Linked DNA regions of Sus scrofa: region 2 is linked to region 1. Evidence: chromatin contacts called from public Hi-C data. All regions are on one chromosome and are shown on one strand. Each heading gives the region's core, a stretch centred on a gene start, on an enhancer-like site or on the middle of the called end of the contact. The rest is flanking DNA. Distances are from core to core; before and after follow the strand shown. Region 1 has its middle 200 kb from the start of TSC22D2. Region 2 has its middle 42 kb from the start of TSC22D2.

Evidence for each region. Hi-C and Micro-C count contacts between places; a contact is called where the count stands out from the background.
Region 2: a Hi-C map of liver shows a contact between it and region 1, with 5 times the contacts expected there. The contact joins two enhancer-like sites. A contact is called at or near these places in 3 of 47 Hi-C or Micro-C datasets (liver and skeletal muscle).

What each region holds. Positions count from the first base shown.
Region 1 is chr13:90,438,989-90,446,093 of Sscrofa11.1, reverse strand. No RefSeq gene overlaps it. Among named protein-coding and RNA genes, the nearest start is that of TSC22D2, 200 kb to the left of the region's middle. Within about 2 kb of position 3,538, at least 23 of the 83 cell types and tissues checked have an H3K27ac peak or open chromatin away from gene starts, as enhancers often do. A contact at or near this core is called in liver, where this site is marked.
Region 2 is chr13:90,594,956-90,601,822 of Sscrofa11.1, reverse strand. No RefSeq gene overlaps it. Among named protein-coding and RNA genes, the nearest start is that of TSC22D2, 42 kb to the left of the region's middle. Within about 2 kb of position 1,707, at least 37 of the 83 cell types and tissues checked have an H3K27ac peak or open chromatin away from gene starts, as enhancers often do. A contact at or near this core is called in liver, where this site is marked.

The DNA.
Region 1 (7,105 bases), core at 2,289-4,788:
ACAGGAGGGTCAGAAATTCCAAGATCTGCAGTCAGCAAGCTGGAGAGCCAGTGGTGCCAAGGGTCTAGTTCTAGTTCACGTCCAAGTCTGAAAGCAGGAAACTACTGGATGTCCTCCTTTGACAACAGGCAGAGAGAGGAAGAGAGAGGATGCTCCCTTACTCAGCGTTTTTATTCTATTCAGGCCTGTCAGAGGATTGTATGAGGCCCACTCAGGCTGGGGAAGGCAATCTGCTATACTCAGATGACTGATTCAGATGCTAATCTCACCCAGAGACACCCTCACAGACACACCCAGAAGGAGGCTTAACCAAGTGTCTGGGCACCCCCTGGCTCTGTCAAGTTGACACATAAAATTAAACACCACACATTGGTTAATTCGGTTAATCCTCACAACAATTCTGTAGGTGGGTAGCACTATTATCCTCATTATTTGGGTGAGCCAGGATTTTGGCCAGTCTGACTTCAGTGCCCATAAGTCTAGCCAGTATCGTGCAATGTTCCACCCCACCTTGGAAAACCATCAGAGGGCTTCCCTTCACATTTGCAAGTGATTTTTTATTTTATTTTATTGAATGCACTTATACACATCAAGTAAAAATTTTAAAAATGTATTATTTTTATGACTTATTTTATTATTTTTACGTGTTACCTTCTGGTCCTTTTTCACTTTTACATATAACTTCACAAAGGGTCCTGGTTTCCATCAATTTTATATGCAAACTTAGAAGTGATGTTGGCATAAAGAGTGTCACCCTCACTTGGCCCTGCTTAGTTGTTCAGTAACCATAACAAAAGTAATTATCTTAACATGAAACTATAATTACCAATTAATTTTATTAATTTTTAATGAATTTTTAATGTATCCCATTGTCCTGGGATGTGGTTTACTTTCCTGAGCATTACCAAAAGAAGGTAAACCTAGGAGAGTTCCCATTGTGGTTCAGCAGAAACAATCTGACTAGCATCTATGAGGATGCAGACTCCATCCCTGGCCTTGCTCAGTGGGTTAAGAATCCAGCATTGCCCTGAGCTGTGGTGTAGTCACAGATGTGGCTTGGGTCTGGCATTGCTGTGGCTGTGGCATAGTCTGAAGCCTCAACTCCTATTTGACCCCTTGCCTGGGAACCTCCATATATCATGGGAGTGGTCCTAAAAAGACTAAAAAAAAAAAAAAAAAAAAAAGGTTAATCTACTATTTATTAAAGAAGGCATTTACCTCAAATTCTCTTCATAACAAAGAAATACAACAAGATGTCAAATGTTGGATCCAAATGATAAAAAAAATACAGAAAATTTTCTTTTGGTCTGTCATTTCTTCCCTTTTAAATATATCACAATGGAAATATAGATAAATCACCTTATTAAAAAAAAAACCTGTACAACATTAATTAAAACAAGACAAACTAGGTCAAACTGCCCATAGGAAATATTTTTGTGGCTGCAGGACCATGAGAGATGATGCATAAGCCATGCTGACTTCCAAAGACCTTTCAATTAGCTTTGATGCTAGAACACAGTGTTACCAAGCTGATCATGGGTGCACTTGCCTGACTGGTAGCAAGGTTGTGGTGAAGGAAAGCTCAGAGTTTATTGCAGGGTGCCAAGCAAGGAGAGCAGGCAGATCAGCTTATGCTCAAAAAACCCAAACTCAGGGGAGTTCCCGTTGTGGCACGTCGGAAATGAATCTGACCAGGAACCATGAGTTTGAGGGTTCAATCCCCGGCCTTGCTCAGTGGGTTAAGGATCCAGCATTGCCATGAGCTGTGGTGTAAGTCGTAGACGGGACTCGGATCCTGTGTTGCTGTGGCTGTGGTGTGGGCTGGCAGCTGTAGCTCTGATTCAACCCCTAGCCTGGGAACCTTCATATGCCGGGGTGCGGCCCTAAAAAGCAAAAAACAAAGAACAACAACAACAAAAAAGACCCTAACTTCCCCCATGGCTTTCAGGGAAGGTTTTTTTAAGGCAACATTAGGAGTGGAGGTCACAGGGTGATCAGCTCATGGACATTTTTCTGATTGGTTGGTGGTGAGGTAACAGAGTGCTGTTTCCAGAATCTTAATCCTCCACCTTCTGGTTCTAACTAGGCTGGGGGACTATGTGCTTGTGGTCAGCACGGAGTCACCATGGGGGTCTTAGTTTCCGTGGAAGAACTCAAAGATATGCTTCAGCTTGTTAAGTATATACCTTCTGGAAGAAAGGGGTTCTGTAACTCCGTCGTTTTAATCATTAACTGCTTAGGTCTGCTCTTTGGAACTCAGGGAAGGTCAAACAATATGCGGAGGGAATCAGAGGGGATTGTACCTGGGAGGGCCCTGCAGGATCCTGTTTGGCTTCCATATCCCCTTTTCTTTGATACTCCTCAATCCTGAGGGAAATAGGGGTAGAACAAGAAAGGGAAAAAAGTTTTGGAAGGAGAGGTTAATCATAAACTTGGAGGGGAACTCAGTTTTAGGGGGACTCGGTTTCAATAGGGATCTCAACCTGTTAATGATTTCTGCCAAGATTATTAATTATTTAATGACAGACCAAAGAACAGAACCCAGCCTTCCTTATTCCTTGCTCTGTTATCCCAAATGAGCCAGCTTCCTGAAATTTTCTAAGATTTCATCCCATGCATTTTCCTGCTTTGCACTGGGTTTATGGGCTCACGGTTATAGGAACATCAATGTAGTAACTGGGTGCAGGAATAACAAAAACATGATGGGCCCTATCCCGTTCTATCCCCTCCTCACCTGTGGCAGACGTCATTAATGGATGAGAGAATATTCTTCTCTGAGCGCCACCTTAATTCTCATCCTTCCCAACACATTGCTCCAGGCAGCCACTACAAAGAGTTGGCTCTGGAGTTCTCTGGTGGAGCAGTGGGTTAAGGATTTGGTATTGTCACATCTGCGGTACAGGTTCAATTCCTGACCCAGGATTTCTGCATGCCATGGGCACAGCCAAAACAAACAAACAAACAAACAAAAAACAAAGAGTTGGCTCTGAGAATGAACTGACTTGCTCTCCCTGGACACAGATGGAATAATGATGGCTACTTTGTCCTTCCTGTCCTTTCCTTTGTGTCTGGCCTTGGTTCTATACAACTATGGCCCAACATTGTGTTTCTTTTTTCACTCTGTTTGAGAGGACCTATTCTGAAAGTGGGTCCTCAGGCTGGAAGCTACTTTCATTCCCAAACAGGTTCCCAAAACACAAGACCTGTTGATTTTGCATGCTTAGAGACTTCCAAGTGATTGGCTCAAGCTTATACAACTGCGTTCATGGTGTAACAGAATCCAGTTCCGAGCTGGCTGACTCTTCGTCCAGTGCTCTTTTCACCACTCTGCCCATCTGACTCTGGGCTTTATCAGGCAGAACAGGGAAAATGTTCCTGGGACCTGACACGTGTAAACACTCCTCCATCACCCTGGCCACGGCAGCTTGCCAAGACAGGAATGAGGCCAAATTTAGTGGGTCCTTCAGCCCAGTGACCCCGGTGGAAACAATCTCCTGATATAGAACAGAGAGAGCCAGAGAAAAATGTGCTGTCCTACAAAGAACAAAGCCTGGGATGATTCATTCTCCTGATCCTGGTGATTTATCGCTGGATGTGGTCACTCATATGTGGCTGTCAGCAACTTTGCAGGAATTCTAATCTGGATGCTCGTCCTGAACACATAATTCCCCAGTTACTTCCTCATGGTTCCCAAACGTTCAGAAGTTTCCTGGGCATGCTTTCCCGGCTGTGCTCTTGGTATGTAGCCAAACAGTCTGGGGGCTTTTGGGTTACTCTTTGAGATTCTCTGGACCCTAGCTTTCTCATCCTTAAAAATCAGGACTGAATGAGCTGGTCTCAAAGATCCCTCCTGGCCCTAAAATCCTATGACAAGACACATTTAGGAAATCTTTTTAAATAGGAAAAATGTGTGTGTTTGAGTTTCTGCATCTTACAGCTTGGCTGGTTCCCTTTGCACTGATGGGACCTGGAGGGGAGCGTGGGGCAGCGCCTGGCGTGAGGCATAACCTCTGAGGAGGACCTACCAGGCTCCCAGTCCATGATGGTCCATCTCCCATTGCACCATGGAAACTGCGCCTGCTCAGATCATTCACGCTGTATTTGTTGCCAAATTCAATGTTCAAATACCTTATAAAGTGAAAGAAAATTACACAAGCACTGTGGATGTACTCTTACAAAAAATCAACGAAGCAGAATATGTGTGTGTGTGTGTGTATATCTATATCTCTATATATAGATATATAGAGATATAGATATATATATACCAAGTCATACATACATGTGTGAATGTTTACAAATATACCATTTTTAGGGGGACTTGTTCTAGGTATTTTAGTTTTATTTTTACAGAAGTGAGATCAAATGGAACACAGTCCTTTGTAAGATGATTTTTTCACTTAACAATATGTCCTAGAGCTCTTAACCACATCAGCCCACAGGGTCTTTCTTTTTAACTGCTGTGGGAGGGCCCCTATATCATGTTTTAACTACTTTTTGTTAACCACTTCTCCATTGATGGATATTTGTTTTGCTTCTAGGGTGCTGCCATTTCAAAAAAAATACTTCAATAGACTGATATTCTTGTCCACCCATTTGACCATTTCTCTAAGATAGGTATACCTCAAGCGAAACTGTTGAGTTTACAGAAATGCACATTTCAAATTTTGAAGAATTCTACCAAATGATCCTTCAATATGGTCATACCGGTGGGAATACCTCTTTCCCCCTATTCTTATTGATCTTTCATTGCTTTTTCATATTTGCCACTTCTTCGTTACTGGCAAGGTTAAGCACTTTGCATATGTTTTTTGGCCATGTATATTTCTTTCATGAATTGCCCATTTACACCCTTTGTTTATTTTTCATTTAGGTTGCCTTTTTTCCCTATCAATTTGTAGGAGTGTTAAAAATTTTTTCCAAAGCCAACTCAGGTACTCATCACCTAGTTTCAATATTATCAACCCATGGACAATATATTCTTCCATCCCCCAAGCAAGGATTATTTTGAGGCAAATCCCCAACATCATACCATTTCATTTGTTAATATTTTAGTTAGTAAATCTAAAATTATCAAAGCTCTTAAAAATATCCACGTTATCATTATATCTAAAAAGAAAAATAATTGTCTAGTACCATCATATACCCATATATACTGCATTAGCTCTTATGTTTAAAAAAAATAATAATTAGCTCAATGTCATTGAACATCCAGTAAATTTCCTCCATTGTCTCATATTTTTTTAAAAATAATTTGTTTGTATCCAGATCTAAAGAATGCCTATGAATTTTAGTTGGTGAATAACCTTTTTAAGTCTCTTTTAACTTGTAGGTTCTTTCTCTCATTTGTGGAAGAATTCCGATTATTTTTCCTGTGGGGTTTGCCACAGCCTGGATTTTGCTGATGGCCTCTGATAGTATCCTTTTACATGTTCTTGTGTCCTGTATATTTCTTGAGTGCTTGTAGTTAAATCTAAGGCTTGATCAGAGTGAGGTTTTAACAACAAAACTTTATAGGTGTGTTGTACATTTCCAACAAGACCACATAATCCTGGCTGTCTCTTGGGATGTTAGCAGCCATTCAAGATTGTGCTGGTCTGAGTACACTCAGGAAACAGCAACCACACAGTCATTCAAATAGGAGACATTTAATATAAAGAATTATTCATTTTGATAGGAAAGTAATGACAATGTAAAGAGACCTATGGGGACTCCGTATCTAAGGGAGGGTTCTCAAGATTAATAAATAAATAAGATTATTGGGGCTTCGACTCAGTTGGAGAAGGCATGGCTGAGTACGCCAGTGATGGCGGTTTCTTCACTGGACTGCTGGGTCAGAGTCACAGTCACCAAGTAAGCAAGAAAGAATCCATGGGTGCGGGCGACCTGAGGCTGGTGGGTACCACTAAGGGTGGAAGGCCTGGTGTGTGGCATTCACGTTGGGAGGGTGAGGGGAACAGCATCTTGGGTGGCAGGCCAGCTGACACTGGAGAACAGTGCCAGGAGGTGTTGGGGCTCCACGGAAGGTGTGAGGCCTGGAGTGCACAGTGTCCACGTCACCAGGGCTGAGGCAAGGTGTCCCTGAGCCCAGCTAGGACTCCGAGGTCTCTGACAGACTGAACATTCTGAGCACGTGGCCCGGGCGGGGTACGCACTGCTGGAAGGCAGTGCAGCCGGTCCGAGAGGGGAAAACCAGACTACAAAAAAGAGCTTGCTATACTGAGAGCAAGAAAAGCCCTCTTTGTCCTGCAATGTCCCGCTCGCGCCCTCTACTGATAAATCTTAACATTGCACCCACCGTAAAAGAATCTAATCTATTATCACAGAGCAGGTACTGAAGGGTGGATTCAGGGCTGAGAAGCAGTAAATTGATAAGGACGCAATATTAGCTCCAAACGTCATTAGAGGTTGTGATTCTACTACCTCTATATAGTAGCTGGAATGATCTCAGAGGAAAAATATTCCCACATCTCTCTGGCTACCCTGAGACACAGGGTGTACCAGTTGGCTCTTTCCCCACCATTTTTCCTCTTTCACACTGTCTAGGTCCTTAAGGTCACAGCACTTTTTTGTTCATTCACCAGGTCTAACCTGAATTCTCTCTACTTTTGGCCTCCTGGCCTCTCCTTTTCCTTCTGATCCAATGCCTGATTTCAGGTTAAAGCTACTTTCTAATCACTTCCTGAATCTTTTTTTTTTTTTTTTTTAAAGGGCTGTGCCTGAGGCACATAGAAGCTCCTGGGCTTGGGGTTAAATCAGATCCACAGCTGGGGTCTACATCAGAGCCACAGCAACCCTGGATCTGAGCCGCATCTGTGAACTACGAGGCAGCTTGCAGCAACGACAGATCCCCAACCCACTGAGTGAGGTCAGGGATCGAACCCACATCCTCATGGACAATATGCTGGGTTCTTAACCTGCTGGGCCACAATGGGAATTCCACCTCCTGAATCTTGAATTTGCCCATAAATCCCTTGAACAGAATGTTTGGGAAGTAGAACTTTTCATTCACACCTTGTGTAATCTTCACCTTATGAAATGCATGTCATCATCCTGGTTTTGCAAATGAGGAACTCCAGGCTTAGGTCAAGCAAGGACTTCCAGGTAC
Region 2 (6,867 bases), core at 458-2,957, 160 kb before region 1:
AACTGATTTTTTTCACTTCAGTTTGCTGTGCGTATGTCATCTTACAAGATCTTTCTCTCAATCCTTGGAATTTAACATTGCATCAAGATGTAGCTAACTATGGCTCTCTTTTCAATAATCTTTCCTGGCCATGAGTGAACCCTCTTCACCTCAGAGAAATTTTCTTCTCTTATTTCTTTGATCATTGATTCCCCTTCATTTAATCTATTCTCTCATGAAGCTAACTTTTTCTTGGATTAGACCCTTGTGAGGTGGCCAACTCATGCTGGTTTGCCTGGGACGGTGCCAGGTTTAGCGCAAACCAGGACATTGGGTTACCCTACACTTAGCCAAGCTATTGTGTCCCTGGGGACAGTGGTTTTTAAACTATTTATAGTGACTGGGGGAGTTTTTAAAATTTTTACTTTCTAATCCATTGTGGATTCATTTTTCAAAAAAAAAAATACAAATACAGACCACAAAAATGAAATAAAAAACACATACAAAATGCAGGTCCAATTTTAAAAATTATTATTGGATTAAAAGACATACAATTACTCTGTCAAATTGCTCCAAAATTTTCACAGGCTTTCTCTCAGTTTCTCTAGGTAGCTTGTAGGAGCTAGTGTTACCCTGTGGACCACACTTTGAGTAGCCCTGAGCTAGGATATATCTAATCTGCTCTGATAATCCCTTCCATCTCCTCCACTCCACATTCCATTCTCTCCAGCCTGCACTAAATGCCTCTTTTGTGTTCAGATACCCCATTACATTAAGCTGTGTGCTTCTTAAAGGAGAAGGATTGAATCTTATCTTTCTATACCCAGCATCTACCACACTGCCACACAAGGAGTGAGTTCCTTAGGCTGTTGTACTCATTTGTTACTGAGACTGGAAGAAATGTACAGACTTCTAGTTATGGCTGTTTGGGGAGGGAGAGATTGTGGGGCCATTCCTTCTTCTTTTTTTTTTTTTTTTAATAGGTTTTAGTATTTCCTAAAATTTTCTAACACACATCTACTGCTTTTTGAATGGGAGAATTTAAGCATTATTTTAACTGATGCATTGGAATAAGTGATACCTATCTTGTGGCTTGTGGTCAATAAAAAGTCCCCTTTCACAGTGTTGTTGATTTGTAGGACAGAGGCCAGCTTGTGTTAGAACAGAAAACAACAGGAAATAATCCCTGTCTTCATTGAGAAACAGGATCCTATTCTCATCCTATTTAGCTTGGGGAAATCATCAAGAGATAGAAATGATTGATTTTAGGACATGGTCAGGGAAATAGTGTATAAATTTTTCCCCCAAAAAAGAGGATAGAAAGCATGTTCTTTTCACAATGTGTTCCTTTTTAAGTGGCTTCTGATGTCTCGAAGTTCAGTAAGCACCTCATTTGCATTATTCAGAAGCCAGCATAACTGGATGTGATCATTTAAACTGTGAGTGATGGGGCTCTGACTTCCCTCAGTAGACAATAGTGCTGTTTGAACTGGCAGTTAATCACAGTTTAAAAGTGACTTATCGCTAATGTACAATATGACTAATTTAGTAGCTAAACAGTTTCATTGTGATCTTGGTGTCAGTGGAATTCCTGTCACCTATCCAACAGTTAAGTCATATTGCATAATTGTTGAGTGACATCACCAGGCCACAAGATTATTGGCTGAAGAAAAGGAAAAAAAAAAAAGGTTTCCTGGACTGTCAGCCTTTCCGGTATCTGAACGAATAACTTGTACTGTTACTGCCGTACAGCCGGAGAGCAAAGTAAAAATGTGAGTGGAAGTGGCTGGCTTTTGGTGTATTGCTGAAAACCACAGTCTGCAGCACACAAAGAGATTCTCCAACATGCCTAATTATGAGGTCTCTCCCTTTATGTGGGACTCCACAGTGCCAGTCATTAAGGTGTGGAGTGAGAGGGCTGAGACCATGGCTCTCTTTTGTAATGGGGGCATTTAATTTTTCTGAGAACTTGACAGTCTTCTCTTTGGAAGGAAGAGTTTAAAAAAAATGCAGCTCACCATCTGCTATACACATAGACACGGAAAAGGTGGTCAGCTGGGACCCAGTAGAAAATCTTTTATGGTTAGAAGCCTGGCTTATTTCCAAGGGAACTAGTAGTTCAGGTTAATTACCACGGAACACATAAACTTTAATTGTACGAAATATTGAGTTTTAAAATTACCCACAGACATGCATAAAAACTGGAGCTATGGCTGCTTGGAATGTGTGCTAATGATGGCTCACGTTGTTTGTTTTATTATTATTATTAAAGTATAGTTGATTTACAATGTTTCTTCAATTTTTGTTGTCCAGCAAAGTGACTCATTCACACACATGCAGTTCCCTGTGCTGAACAGTAGAAGCCATTCATGTTTGTCGTTTACTAAGGACCAGCACTCGGCATTTTGTACAGAGAAATTTATTTCATCTTATGAAGTAGATACTATCATTTTTCCTAATTTACGGATGAGGGAACGAAGACTCTGGGATCCTGCAGCAGGTAAAGTGTAGAACGAGGACCTGAACCCAGGTAGCTCAGCACTAGAGTACACAGTGTTAACCATTGCCCTCCACTGCATCAACGACAGCAGCAACAAAAACAACCACTACTATTACTTTGATCTTGTGAATGCTTTTCATGTGACTAACACTGTGTTATATTGTATCCTTTCATCAATTCTGTGAGATAGAAACTATGCTATTACTATCCCCATTTGATAGATTTGGAAGCTGAAGCACAGAGAACACAAATCATACAGAGAGTAGGTAATGAAACAAGCACTCAAACCCAGAAGGTCCAGACTCCATGCTTTTAACCACCATACTACACTGCTTTTCATAGCTGCTACTATCCAGTACTTACTGAAGTGTAACTTTCACAGCAATCCTATGATACCTGTAATCCACAATAATACATGCATTGTGGGTATAAATATCCCTGATTTATAGATGAGAAAATTGAGGCTATGAGATATTGGATAACATGTCAGCTTCTAAGAAGCAGAGCTAGGAGATTTCCAAGTCCATTGGACTCCATCATATCACACTACTTCTCAAAAATCCAAAACTACAACTCTGGGGCAGGGTAACAGATCACATGTCAGGGAAAAGGATGGACTCTCAGAAGTCACAGAGAGTGAGGAACCAGAGCTTGGTCTGAGCATCCCCAAAGGGTGGGCGCTGCTACAGAGATGCCAGAAGAGGCCTGGAAGTCAGCTGTGCTCTAAGGGCGCCCTTCCTTGAGTGCCACTCTCCATTGGCAGATTCTAGGAGGATGTCTTGGATGTGGTCAGACTCCCCTCTCTCCCTTATATTCCCTTTCTCTTTTCATTCCCCTCCGTATTTCCAAAACTACACTGCTCTGCCCTCCTTGGCTTAGAGCAGAGCTTTGCACATGCTCAGTTCTCTTGTCTTGAAAGGGTTTCCTCCCCACCCCCGGCCTCCTTTCGTTTTGTAGCACACATTCTGTTCTCTGGAATGTGGCCACCCTTAAGCATGACACATTTTCAAAGGGCTTTAGAAATGAATGTGATTAGTGAATTTAATTTTCTTAAAGGAGAAGCGTATCAACACTGCACAAGTATAACCTCTGCCAGGGTCCTGCCTTTGAGAGTGTAATAACTTAACAAAAATCTGAAATCACAACCAAAAGCAAAAACAAACAAGCAAAAAAACAAGAAAAGTTTATGAAAGAGTTTGAATATTACAAAAACATTTACCTTAGAGTTTTCAAGAGTAAAGAGCTTTTTAAAAAATGTCATTCTATTATAGAAAATCAAATGTATCTATTCATTAATTTAAGTAACAATGTTTTGGGGCATTAAAGAATAAAAATATGTGTGACACTCCTGCATACACATAAGTACTTATAAAACAGACTCAAGAGCCATAGAGTGAAACAAATTGTGAGATAGAGTTGGTCCAATAAGGAAGAGAACTCTTTACATGGAAATAATCAGGGAAATTTCTTGAAGGAGCAGAGACTTGGCTAGAAGAGCTGGTAGGATTACAATAGGTTGATATTAGAAGTTAAAGAAAGGACAGTACATACAGGGAACTAGTGTGACACAAAAAGACAAAATGAAGGTATAAGGCTATGAATTATTCTTTAGGGTACACAGCTATTGAGTAATGTGAGAATCTTCTAGAAAAATCTGTAAGCATGGCCAGGTATTTGTTCTGCTTTTATACCAGAGATTAAGATTTAGTGGGAAAGTGTGTCTCATACCAAAATCAGATAAGGAAACATTTTAACATATTGATGTGCTATGAGCTGGCCATCCCCTGGACTCCCAAATCTCCTTTTTTTTTTTTTTTTTTGTCTTTTTGCCATTTCTTGGGCAGCTCCCACGGCATATGGAGGTTCCCAGGCTAGGGGTCGAATTGGAGCTGTTGCTGCCGGCCTATGCCAGAGCCACAGCAACGTGGGATCCAAACCGTGTCTGCAGCCTACACCACAGCTCACAGTAACGCTGGATCCTTAACCCACTGAGCAAGGCCAGGGATCGAACCTGCAACCTCATGGTTCCTAGTCGGATTCATCAACCACAGAGCCATGATGGGAACTCCCCCGAAGCTCCTTTTAAATGAAGATCAGAGAACACTCAACATTCTAAACAACTGAACGGCACCCAGAAGGTGTGGTCATCTAAAACTCATTCTGGTAATTCTCAGTGGACAGAGAGTTTATTCCTGGGTCATCTGACCTTCTCAGTGACCTCAAGTCAATCACCCCATCTTCCTGGGTCTGAGTCCATTTTCCTGAAAAATGACAAGGTCCTTCTATTCAGAGAGTGGGTGAATTATACATGGGAACCTCTTTCAAGTGCTCTTTGTAGTCCTAGTCAGTATCTGGAGATGACTTTATTGTAACAAAGATTGCCTTAAGATAAATGAGGTCATTTTGATTTTTTGATTACTAAATGCTTTGTAATTAGTGACCGTCCAGGGATGGTCACTTCATTCATTCATTAATTCTCTCATCCCTTCCAACATTGAATAAGTGCTGCTGTGGCTGTGAGGTTCTAAGATGGAACCCAGTGAATCCTGCTTCCCAGTATGCACACCTTGTATACTCTTCTGCATCTACAAGTGTTCTTCTCTGTGACCAATAGAATACAACAAAAGTCATGGTATGTTACCTCTGAGATAGATTACTTAAAAAATTGTGATGTTTGCCTTCCTTTCTTGGGTCACTTTCTCTGGAGAAAGTCAGTTGATATGAAGATTGTCACTGGCTTATAGGGAGGCCCATGTGGTGAGGAACTGAGGCCCTCTGCCAACAGCTGAAGAAGAAGTGAAAATTTTTGTCAACACTTATATGAATGAGTAAACCATCCTGGAAGCAGATTCCACAGCCTCAGTCAAACCTTTGGATGACTGCAGCTTTGCCTGACACCTTGATTTGCGCTTTGTGAGACCCTAAGCCAGAACCCACTCAACTAAGCTGCTCTTGGATTCCCGACCCTCAGAAACTGTCAGATAATAATAACAAAATTGTTGCTTTAAGATGCTAACTTTTTTTTTTTTTGGCCGTGCCCATGGCCTCTAGAAGTTTCCAGGCCTGGGACTTGAACCCACGCCACAGCAGTAACAATGCTGCATCCTTAACCTGATAAGCCACTAGTTTTTAGATAAGCCACTAATTTTTAGCATCTTAAGCAATCTTAAATAATTCTTTTTTAAAAACATAGCAATAAACAACTAATATGCTTGTCATTTGTTTGTTTCTGTGCCAGGTGCCAAGAATGAATGTAGCTTAGATTTTTGCCCTCTAGAAGCTAATAGTACTAAGAAAAACAACACAACAATACCAATAACAACAACAGATCCTTAAGCATCTACTTACAACACAGTACAACGATGCCTTAAGGGAGAACCCTTACCAAATATGAATGGGGCAGGAGATATAACAATTAATTTATTTGGGGAGAAAAAAGGTTCAAAAAAGCTTTACAGACATTTGGAGATTACTCTCCAAAGAAAATCAGGACTTTTCCAGAAAAGATGAAGGAATAGTATAGACAAAGGCCTGGAGGTGGGAGACCCCTGGCATGTCTTAGGGAATGTATTCAGTTCCACAGAGTTATGGCCGAGGATTCGTGTGGGATTTCTTGCTAGGAAAGATGGATTTATTCTAAGATATAAGAAGCCATTGACAGGGCTTAAGCAGGAAATTGACATGATAAGATATATATTCTGGACAGGCAGCTGTTGTGGAATTCATCAGGAGGGCATAGCAGCTCTAGAAGCAGGGAGAGAGGGAGGCCTGTGAGAGGAGAAAACGACTGTGGTTCTCTTCAGTAGCTACTTCTGTTAGAGACTAGTGACTATACCACTCATATTATTTTCCATTGACCTTTTTTTTAATTGGATATATATATATATATATTGTCTTTTGTCTTTTTAGGGTTGCACCCGCAGCATATGGAGGTTTCCAGTCTAGGGGTCTAATCGGAGCTGTTGCCACTGGCCTACGCCACAGCCACAGCAATGCCAGATCCGAGCTGCATCTGCTGCGTCTGCGACCTACACCACAGCTCACGGCAAAGCCGGATCCTTAACCCACTGAGCGAGGCCAGGAATGGAACCCGCAACCTCATGGTTTCTAGTCGGATTCGTTTCTGCTGCACCACGACGGGAACTCCTGGATATATATTTTTATAATAATTTTTTTTTTGTCTTTTTAGGGCAACACCCATGGCATTTGGAAATTCCCAGGCTAGGGGTTGAATTGGAGCTGTAGCCACTGGCCTATACCACAGCCACCGCAACACCAGATCTGAGCAGTCTGCAACCTACACCACAGTTCATGGCAACACCGGATCCCTAACCCACTGAGAGAGCCCAGGGATTGAACCTGCGTCCTCATGGATGCTAGTCAGATTT